2 separate regions of the Columba livia genome follow, and region 2 is linked to region 1. A link is a contact called in public Hi-C data. All regions are on one chromosome and are shown on one strand. The core of a region is the stretch at or near the end of the contact, and the rest is flanking DNA. Distances in the headings are between cores, read along the strand shown. Region 1 holds the start of PNOC (prepronociceptin). Region 2 holds the start of EXTL3 (exostosin like glycosyltransferase 3).

Evidence for each region. A called contact is a pair of places that touch in the nucleus more often than the background predicts.
Region 2: a Hi-C map of liver shows a contact between it and region 1, with 4 times the contacts expected there. The contact joins the promoter of EXTL3 here to the promoter of PNOC in region 1. A contact is called at or near these places in 2 of 2 Hi-C or Micro-C datasets (crop and liver).

Annotation. Positions count from the first base shown.
Region 1 is chr3:1,978,979-1,984,473 of bColLiv1.pat.W.v2, forward strand. PNOC (prepronociceptin) reads right to left here and starts at 2,700. Exons shown (of 4, transcript XR_010471053.1): 1 at 2,543-2,700.
Region 2 is chr3:2,234,092-2,239,586 of bColLiv1.pat.W.v2, forward strand. It overlaps EXTL3 (exostosin like glycosyltransferase 3), which reads left to right and starts at 3,064. Exons shown (of 9, transcript XM_065055568.1): 1 at 3,064-3,133.

The sequences.
Region 1 (5,495 bases), core at 1,450-3,949:
CACCTTTTGTCCCCACCAGCCGGGCAGTGACACAGCCCCTGGCAGCTCCCAGTTGTCATTTGCTGGAGGGGACCAGGGGAAGCTGATAAGGGGCAGGAATTAAGGCTTAATCTTCGTCAAGTCTCATTAAAACTGGTTGGCGGTGTGAGTCAGAGGCTTGGCAGAAAGCTCCCAGGAGAGGGCAAACCCCCCAAAAAATCACTGAGCCCCAAAACAGGGTTCAGCGGAGCCAAAGAGGGGGCTGCAACCCACCCCCCAGCACTGCCCCCGTGTCCCCAAGAGCCACCAAGTCCTGGGAAAAGCAGGTCACATCTGGTTGCAGAGGAGGCTGCGAGATTACGGCTCGGCTTTTCTTCCCGGTTAATTGAAAGATGCTATCGGGCAGGATGCGGTACCCTGGCAGCATCACCAGCCGGGGCAGGGGTGGCAAGGAGGGAAACAACCCCCGCTTTGCTCCCCCAAATATTAAATCAGCCTTTCAAAGGGCACGTTTTTCTTGTTTCTGCCCTTGGGTGTTTGGGGTGAGGGGGACGGCAGGGTTGGGGGTGGTGACGGCATGAAGCCCCGTTCTGAGTTTTGCAGCCACAGACCCTCAAGAAAGAGAGGGATGTCTTTTTTCCCCAGTTTTTCCCTATTTTCCCTATTTTTTCAATTTTTCCCTATTTTTTCAATTTTTCCCATTTTTCACCCCTTTTTTTTTTCCTCTTTTTTTCCCCCACTTTTTTGGTATTTTTCTCCATTTTTCCCCCCAAGAAAATCCAACCTGGACCCTATTTCCCAAGGGTTGCACCATCCTGTCCCACTGCCCTCGCACCCACAGATGCCACCTACCCCAGCAAAGGACGCGACACACCGGTGTCACACCACAGCCACCCCCACGGCTCCTTAACAATGGGGCTGCTCCTGGGCACAAACCTTCCTCTTCCTCCCCTTCCATGCCGGGGGTATGAGGATACAACCACTCCATCCCATAAAATAGCTTCGGGACCCCCTCCCACTGCCCCACGGGCGCGTCATTTGGAGTTTACAATCCAGTTGAATGATCCTTATTAATATTCGGGAGGGGGTAAGAAAAATAAGAAGAGGTTTTTCTAGAAATCCAGCCTGCGATTCAGATAACGTTGGGTCTGGTTATCTGTCAGGACAAGCGGCTTTGTATTTATCGCTCTGGGTGGGATGATGTGGGAGATGCAGCCATACAAAAGGGATGATTTGGAGGGGGGGAAGGATGGAGAAGAGAAGAGGTGAAAAGGGAAGCAGGTGCTTGCCGAGATGGGTTTTTATTCGCTTGATTTGAGGCAATTTGGGCTGGGGAGATGCTCCCTGCCTCTCCCCGGGGATGCTCCATCCCCTTTTCCCTATGGGAGATGCGAACTGGGACACATTGGGAATTATCCCAGCAGCGGGATCACCGTCCATCCCCAAAAACCTTCACTGGGGTTTAAATCCAGCGATGCTCTCGCTTTTTCCCAGGTCAGGATCAATGCGGGGCGCACATTTCAGAGCATCTCACTTCCCACCCCCAGAGCACAACCAGCCCAAATTAATATTGCTTTTCCCTGCTAATTTCCCCCCCCCGCTACCCATAAGCCAAGGCCTGATCCAGAGATGCAACCGGGCACGATCTGGACCCAGAGTTGAAGGAGTCAAAGCTTTTCTTTCCAGTCGAAAAAACGCAATATTGTCTAAGAGTGTCTCCCACCGGCTCCCCCAAACCCCTGCGATGCCGCACGGCTTTGTGCTGGCAGCTTTTGGGGGGGATTTTGGGGAGAATCTGAGGGATTTTGGGGGGGGTGGTTTGGCTACAGATGCCTGGCACTCACTAGAAAAATAAGCGTTTCCTTTTGTCGGTCCCCCTCAATCAGGTAATTGGCCATAATTGGCCGAAATTAGACGCTGCAGCGCGACTGTAAACACAGATGTGGGCTGGAGAGGCTGAGAAAAGGCTGTTTAGAGGTAAAAAAGCTCGGGAAGAACATTTCCCTCTGTGTCCCCATAGCTCAGCCATTCATTCCTGCTATTTGGAAGGGACTAAAAAAAATCAAAGCAACAAAAATCACATCATTTTCCTCCTTTTTGTGGGGTTTTTTTGAGGAATAAAAGGGATGGCTCGCAAGGCAGGAGCATCTTGCAGTGACCCTGGTGAAGTCCTGGCTACAAGAAGAAAGGGCAGGAATACTGAATGAGGTAAGTTGTGGTGTGGCGGGTCACCAAATAAATCCCCTAAAAAATGCCGCTCGTCCCGGAGGAACCCACCATCACCCTGTGGGTTTCCCGTGGTTTCGGGCAGGCGTCCCGCACCGACTCCTGTTGCGTCCCTCCTGCTCCGCTCCGCTTGATTTTGGGGGCTGGATGGTGAAGCAGAAACTTTTCCTCTCTTGGGATAAAGATGTTTTTTTTCCCTCCAGGAAGATATTTCATTTAACCCTTAGCAGGGAGGGGAAGATCTATCCATGAATCGGAGCCGGACGGACCATCCTTGGGTTAAAACAGAACCAAACTGAGCCCCCCTAGGATGGAAAATTAAAGCGGATTTTCCTACCTGCGGGTGTGCTGTCGGCTGCCGGCTCCTCTGATCTGTGACTCCGCCGGCGCCTGTGCCACGGTGGTATATATAGACGGTGTACACACGCGTCCCCACACCTCCCTCCCCGCACACGTGCGTCGCTGAGCCCACCCCCGGGGGCTGCCGGCGGAGGGATGCGCTAGCTGGGGACCAGGGATGTGCATCCCTTCCCGCATCCTTCATCCCTCCCTCCTCCTCCTCCCCAAATCCGAGGGGCAGCCCACGAAAGAGGTGAGGGATGTTGGCCTTGTGGTTATCCAAAGGTGGCACCCTGTGTCTTGGGGATGGTGGGGTTGGGATGGAGATTGTGGGGGGGGGGGGGTGTGACGATGTGCCCCAGCCCAGATTTGGGGGGTACAAGGACCTGAAGGTACCAGCAGCTGGGTCAGCCCAAAAATCACCCCTCAGCCCTTTCCGGGGGCCTCTTTTTCCCCCTTTAGACCCCAGAAGGAGGTGAAAGGGGGGGGTCCCCGACCCCCATTACCAACACGCTCCGGCACAGCTGCGGCACTGCCACGCAACCACCGAGCGTGTCGCGCACCGATGGCAGGCGTGCGGGTGGGAATAATGGATTTCAGGCTCAGTGGATGATGCCGGGCGGGCAGGGGGAGCACAAAAACCCCAACTTTACATTTCACAGATGATGGAAACGCCCGGCGAGGCAGACGCAGCCACATGCCGGCACCTCGTGGGGGCGGATTTGGCCGCTCCGGCACCGGGGAGAGACGTTGCCTTTGATTTGGAAAGGCCAAACTGATCCCAACCTTCAATAGTTTCCTCTGCTAAGCAGCATCACCCCATTTTTCTCCTTGTTTAAGTGACCCAGAGCCATAACGTTCATCCCGTTTGCACTGGTACGGAGCCAGAATCCCCCGAGCATCCCACCCTGCCCCACCTCGGCAATTACAAAATCAAATCTGCCGCGGCGCTGTGATCCTATCTTGGTAATTTCTTGTAACGACTCCCCAGGAAGGGCTGGAGATCCGAGCGAAACGCCTTGGCCCGCTTTTTGGTTCGGCTACAGCTCTTAAATCATTGAGTTGAATGCCCCCGGGTAAGAATTGGGATGTGTCGGCGCTTGAGCAGGCGTAAAATAAAAATCTAGAAATGGATCGAAATGCCAAGAAGTGAAACAGCGTCGTAGGAGTGGATGGAGGCGACACGCCTGGTGCTGGGGGCAAGGTATGAGCCTGCATTTGGGGTGTTTTAGGGGAAAATGGGGCTGGTGAGCAATATCATGTAGGACCTATGGGGTAAAGCAGCTCCCCATCATGCTCCCAGGCAAGCGCTGGAGATAGGGATGCTGATTTTTTCCAATATATCCTATACTATTATTTTTTAGTGTATTATATATATATATATAGCTTCAATTTTTCCTTAACCACTCATTTTTTCATTAAGGACATATTCCCCAGCTCTTATGCAAAGCCGAGCGGGAGCGGGAAGGCTTCTTGTTTCTTTTGTTCTCTCCTGGGGTAATTTTACAAGCTTTTGGGGCTTTTGTTCAATGCATAGCCCCCAAAATCTCAGTTTCTTGGTGTTTATTGAGGTGACGGAGCCTTTTCTCCCCTAACCTGGCCAAAGGGAATTGCCTCCACGGCCCCTTGTTCAAGCCGATGATGATGATGTTGTTGAGCTGGCAGGAGCAAGAGGCAGCAAATGACATCGGGGTGACGTCGTTTATGGTCTCGCTAATTAACGGAGGGGTGTGGGGGGGTGACTGACAGCCGAAGTGCCCAAAGGCAGCACGCTAGGCAGGAGAAATACTCAGTTTTGCAGCATTTCCAGGTTTTTCCAGATCCATGTGGGTACCAGCACCTAAATCTCCATCAGTGCTACTGGGGAGGGATTTGGTTTGGGATCTGGGGAATGTTCACCCTGTGTAACATTGGAAAATACAGATGATTTTTTTTCTTTTTTAAAGGTTTTTTGGGCGTTTCTGGTTCAAAGTTGGGTTTGCCCAAGCGCTCTCCTCCCTGGCTTGGCAGGGGGAAGAGCATCCCTGGCGAGGCGGAGCGGGAGGATTCGGAGCGACAGGCAATTAGCAGCGAAAAAGCAACGATCCTTTTCAGGGAGAAAACATAAAGCAGATGGGATCTGGCACAAGGGAAACATGGAGAGGACTCCAAAGCCGCCTGGAGGACGCAGGAGCTGGAAGACTCGGGAGCTGGGAAGTTGTGTTGTTCCTCTGGTCTTGTGGAAAGTCGCAGCTGGAGGGGGTGAGGACATACCCTAAGCTGTGTGACACAGCCCAAGGATGCTGCCCGACCCCCCTGGCTCCAAGCTCCTTTCAGGCAGTTCAGAGATCAGAAGGTCTCCCCTCAGCTCCTGTTCTCCAGCTGAACCCCCAGGTCCCTCAGCCGCTCCATCACACTTGTGCTCCAGCCCCTCACCAGCTCCGTTCCCTTCTCTCCACTCGCTCCAGCACCTCAAGGCCTTTTTAAACATGAGGGGCCCAAAACTGACCCCAGGATTTGCGTATTTTCAAAAATCAGGCACTCAGGGCTGCATCCTGCTCATGGGCAGCTGCCATGGAATGCTTTAAGAAGATGAAGCAGCAGTTTAAAGCATTTCATTGTCCCCGATTTGGGGTTGATAAATGCCAATGGTGAGGTACAGACTGGTGCTGCTGATTTGGAATCACAGAATCACAGAGTGGTTTGGGTGGGGAGGGACCTTCAAAGGTCACCTAGTCCAACCACTCTGCAACCAGCTCAGGTTGCTCAGAGCCCCGTCCAGCCTGGCCTGGGATGTCTCCAGGGATGGTTCATCCACCACCTCTCTGGCCAACCTGGGACAGGTTCTCACCACCCTCAGCACAAACAATTTCTGCATCATGTCCAGCCTGAATCTCCCTCCTTTAGTTTAAAACCGTCACCCCTTGTCCTATTGCAACAGGCGCTTCTCAAAAGTCTGTCCCCATCTTTCT
Region 2 (5,495 bases), core at 1,814-4,313, 260 kb after region 1:
AGCCGGGAGGAACATTTCGAGCCTCCGTAATCTCCGCAAATCCCATCCCTGTGCTGCCATCCCAGCCCCTTTGAGGACGGCGGATTATCCGTGTCCGAGCTGCCACCTGGAGCCGGAGGAAACGGTGCCAGAAAAGTCGGTTATGGGCAAAACTTCCTGGGAGGGACCCCCCGTCCTGGCCCTGGGTCAGCGCCAGGGGACACCCCCGATGTCTGACTTTATTGAAGTGGTTGTACGAAACAGCCGCTGCTGCTCTAGACGTGGGACTTGGCAAACACACCGGTCACAGCAGGAAAACGTGGGATTCCCTTGGATTTGAGGCATTTCTGCAGCCTCGCCCCCAGATTTGGCCAAGCGTTGGTTGGGACAGGGACATCGATGTCCCCAGAGTCACATCTCTGCTCCCGGGAAGCAAGGGGAGCGCGTGGAAAGACATCAGGCGAACAGAGCCAAGGGGCCCGCGGCGCTCGGCAGTGCCGCCGTTTGCTCAGGCTGCCCGGGGCGGTGGCTGCGGGGACGTGGGGACAATGGCTGAGGAGGTGGCTGGTTAAATAGAAACGTAATCCCTGCGGAATGGGATGGGGAGACCTGTGGAGCAGCCCCCCCCCATGCAAACCAAGGGGCTGGGTGCTCCTTGCACAGGCTGGAAAGGGGTGAAAAGAAGAGGAGGCTTAGAGCTGAGCTCAGCACTCTCTAGAACTACCTGAAGGGCAGTTCTAGCCAGGTGGGGATTGGTCTCTTCTCCCAGGCATCAGCAATAGGACAAGGGGCCATGGGCTTCAACTCTGCCAGGGGAAATTGAGGCTGGAGATTAGAAAGCAATTCTTTACAGAGAGAGTGGTCAGGCATTGGAATGGCTGCCCAGGGAGGTGCTGGACTCACCGGCCCTGGAGGTTTGTAAACTGAGATTGGACATGGCACTTAGTGTCAATGGACTGGAGTTGGACCAAGGGTTGGACTTGATCATCTCTGAGGGCTTTTCCAACCCAATCGATTCTGTGATTCTGTGAACTGGGTTAAAAAAGAGGCTTTTTGAGTCGGAGCGAGTGACTGAAATGTCACTTCATGTCTGCAGAAGGCACAGGGTGACATCAGAAAGCCCCGTCCTACCCGCAAGACAAAGCTGGAGCTCAAGCCACACGCGTCCGCTGCTTGTGCTTCTGGTTTTCTGCCAATTCCTTTGGTAATTCTCCCCCATCGTTGCCTGTGGTTCTTTTCTGGGGCTTCTGCTGTTGGAAAAAACCCAGGAATTATATTAGAGGAACCCGCTGCAAACTGGGAACGTGGACCAAAGCACGCGGGGTCTCCTGTTGACCCCCTTTCAGAGTAACATTTGGGATTTAACCCCATTTTTGGGGTGGCCCAGCCCTGGCTGGGTGTAGGGACCCACTCTGCTGTGGTCATTATCCCTTTGGGGTTTTACTGAAGTATTTATTGGCCTTTGAGTAGGATCCCACTGCTGGGCTCAATGGAGCAAAGCTGCTCCATCAGTGTCTTGGGTGGTGACATCTCCTGCCAGCCACCAAGTCTCGTTAATATTTAGTCAATCATTCTACAGGCCTGCACTAATTACCCACCTGAGCTACATTTACTCATTACCCATCCAAGCCTGGGCAGAGAGGAGATGCCTGAGGGAATAAATGGGGCAGAAGGAGTCAGGGATGGGACTGAGACCCCCCTGGCCCCTCCTGCAGCCCTCACCAGGTATATATAGTATATCTATACATTTCTATAGTCTTCTATTATTCTGTAGGTGTGTTTAACACACAAGATCTCGCAACAAGGTGGCTGCTCAGAATGTCACACCTCCAGCCACGGGATGCACCCCAAAAGCTGATGTGCCCCAATATCTGCCTCTTTCTCTCCAAACCGCTGTGCCCCACGTTGCTTATTTTCTCTGGGGTGTTTTAAGGCACCTTCTTTGGGTGCTGGGTGGGAATGTGCAGAGATTTGGGGTGCTGTGTGGGAACAGGCAAAGATTGGGGGTCCTGGATGGGAACAGGCAGAGATTTTGGGTGCTGCCTGGGAGTGGGCAAAGATTTGGGGTGCTGGGTGGGAATGGGCAGGGAGTTGGGGTGCTGCCTGGGAATAGGCAGAATTTGGGGTGCTGGATGGGAATGGGCAGAGATGCGGGGTGCTGGAGAAGAACATGCAGACATTTGGAGCGCTGCCTGGGAATGGGCAGAGGTTGGTACCATGTGGGAACAGGCAGAGGTTTGGGGTGCTGGGTGGGAACAGGCAGAGGTTTGGGGTGCTGGGTGGGAATGGGCAGGGATTTGGGGTGCTGGATGAGAACATGCAGAGATTTGGGGTGCTGCCTGGGAATGGGCAGAATTTAGGGTGCTGGGTGGGAACAGGCAGGGATTTGGGGTGCTGGGTGGGAACAGGCAGAGCTTTGGGATGCTGGGTGGGAATGGGCAGAGGTTTGGGGTGCCAGATGGGAATGGGCAGAGATTTGGGGTGCTGGGTGGGAACAGGCAGAGGTTTGGGGTGCTGTGTGGGAATGGGCAGGGATTTGGGGTGCTGGATGAGAACATGCAGAGATTTGGGGTGCTGCCTGGGAATGGGCAGAATTTAGGGTGCTGGGTGGGAACAGGCAGGGATTTGGGGTGCTGGGTGGGAACGGGCAGAGCTTTGGGATGCTGGGTGGGAATGAGCAGAGGTTTGGGGTGCTGTGTGGGAACAGGCAGGGGTTTGGGGTGCTGTGTGGGAAGGTGCAGAGATATGAGGCGCTGCGTGGGAACGGGTAGAGATTTGGGGTGCTGCATCAGCACGGCAAAGAGAAGCAGCAGCTCCATGCACATCCCCGCCGCTCCCCAGCACCCCGATTTTGTTTGCCCATGAGAAGCCCCCCAAATTCCTCGGGGGTGGCCAGAGCCCACTGGGATGTCAATTGGGGCGTCATATAGGTTACTGTAGATAGCTGTAAATCTCTGGCCCTTAGGACCCCAAAACACCTCCCGGCGGAGCCGCCACCAGAGGGCAGCGCCCCCCCATTTTTGGGCGCCGCTTCCCACAATGCAGCGAGCCGGGCCGGGGGCTCCGCTCCGCTCCGCTCCGCTCCGCACAGCGCGCTGCGGCCGCAGGGACCGCGCGGCTCCGCGCAACCTGCGCAACCTCCGCAGCCCCGCAGGTAAGCGCTGCCCCCGCGCCCAGCTCGGATCCTTCGGGTGCTTCATTTTATTTGCCTTTGCTTTATTTTATTTCCGTTTATCTTGTTTTATTTTGGTTTATTACATTCGGTTTTCTTTTTTAAAAAAAAAATTTTTATTTCCTTTTTTAAATTTTTATTTTTATTTTTACTTTTGTTTTATTTTATTTACTTTTATTTTGTTTTATTTTATTTTGTTTTATTACATTTTGTTTTATTTTTCTTCTTAAAAATTTCCTTTTATTTTTAAATTTCCTTTTATTTTTATTTTATTATTTTTATTTTTACTTCTATTTCGTTTTATTTTATTTTGTTTTAGTCTATCATTTTATTTTCTTTTTAAATTTTACATTTTCATTTTTATTTTTCTATTAATTTCAATTCTTTTACTTTTCCTATTTTAATTTATTTTTAATTGTTATCTTTCCTTTCTTTTCCTTTACAATCCCCCCAGTCCATTGGGGGCACCCAGGGGCTCAGCACCCTCCCCTGCCAGGATGGGGACCCCCCCACGTGCCCCGTTTCCCCTCCCCATCCCACACTGGGGTGTCCCCAGGGTGGGGGATTGTTGGAGCAGCATCAGCAGAGGGGTGACCCCTGGCCAGAGGGAAGGGGACACCCCAAAAGTTAAGGGAAACTTGTCCCCATGGCTCTAGGGTGGCACCGTCTCACCTCCGGCTCCTCCAGGATGGTGCAACAGAAATTAATGGCTAATGTGAAAGCAGCTGTTTAACCAGCGGGATCCTCTGCCCCTGGTGAAAGTTGCTTTTGAGTTTGGTCATTTGGGCCATGGGGGATGCCAGGAAAATTGGCCGCTTTGAAAAGGGCTTTTGAGCCGCAAGGAGGAATCCCAGCTGGGGGGGGAGCCCGGGGGAAATGGCTTTGGTGTCCCTGAGAGGGGGTATCGGGGACCCCTCATGTGCCCATTGCTGCTGGGTTAGTGGTTCTCCATCGTTTGGCTGTGGCTGCGTTAACTCCTCGTCCTGGGATGTCACCCGGGAGAGCAGAAGGGCTGGGAGGAGTCGGGACACCCTGGTCTTGCGTGGTTCCCCCCTCGTGTGGTGGATCTGGAGGTGCTCGGGACTCACCAGCTCCCTCTAATTGTGTTTTGGGACGGTTGGTTGTTTAAAAACCTCAGCTTTGCGCAAAAGCCGCCAGCCAGAGCAGCATTAATGACATTTTTCTGTGCCAGGGAGGGAAGTTGGACACAGGCTAAAGCAAATAAACTTGTATTTCATCATGTTGGCTTTGGGTTTCTTTGTTTTCCACCCTGGTCTAGGCAGCCTGGGCTCCCTACAGCCACAAATGTTTCCACGTCCAACATTCATCTTCAAACTCAGGGGCTGAGCAAAACAAAACTGTTCCTTTCTACAAACCTGTGGAAGCTGCTCTGTCCTCTTCATCCCACATGCTTTTCTTTTGGGCCTTTCCCCTCTCGGTCGATGTGGAAGGGGTTTTGCAGGGTTTTGTGGGGTTTCACAGGGTATCTGCTCCAGCCCCGTCCCCATGAAGCAGCTCAGGAGTGGGTGAAAGATGCTGCAGATGTGGAAGGTGCGAGCACTGACCTGACAGCGGCTGCACATCGGTCGGGCTGCGCGCTCCGCGGTGCGGCTCAGGAGGGAAAGGATGCTGGAAAAACGGGTAATTCATGTTATTTTTGTCACGGGAAGGGCTGTTAGGAAAAAAAAAAAGCCTTGAGATATTTCTCTACCCATCCCCACTGCTGCAGGGCTGGCTGGGTCACAGAATCAGAATGTCAGGGATTGGAAAGGACCTCAAAAGACCGTCTAGTCCAATCCCCCAGATCACGACCATGAACCAGCACTGGGCCCTTGTGGCCAGGAAGCCAATGGTACCTGGGGTGGGTTAGAAGGGGGTGGTCAGTAGGTCAGAGAGGTTCTCCTGCCCCTCTGCTCTGCCCTGGGGAGACCACACCTGGAATATTGTGTCCAGTTGTGGCCCCTCAGTTCCAGCAGGACAGGGAACTGCTGGAGAGAGTCCAGCGCAGCCACCAAGATGCTGAAGGGAGTGGAGCATCTCCCGTGTGAGGAAAGGCTGAGGGAGCTGGGGCTCTGGAGCTGGACAAGAGGAGACTGAGGGGGGACTCATTCCTGGGGATCAAGATGGAAAGGGGGAGTGTCAGGAGGATGGAGCCAGGCTCTTCTGGTGACAACCAGTGACAGGACAAGGGGCAATGGGTGCAAACTGGAACACAGGAGGTTCCACTGAAAGATGAGAAGCAACTTGTTGGGGGTGAGGGTGGCAGAGCCTGGCCCAGGCTGCCCAGGGGGTTGTGGAGTCTCCTTCTGTGCAGACATTCCAACCCGCCTGGACACCTTCCTGT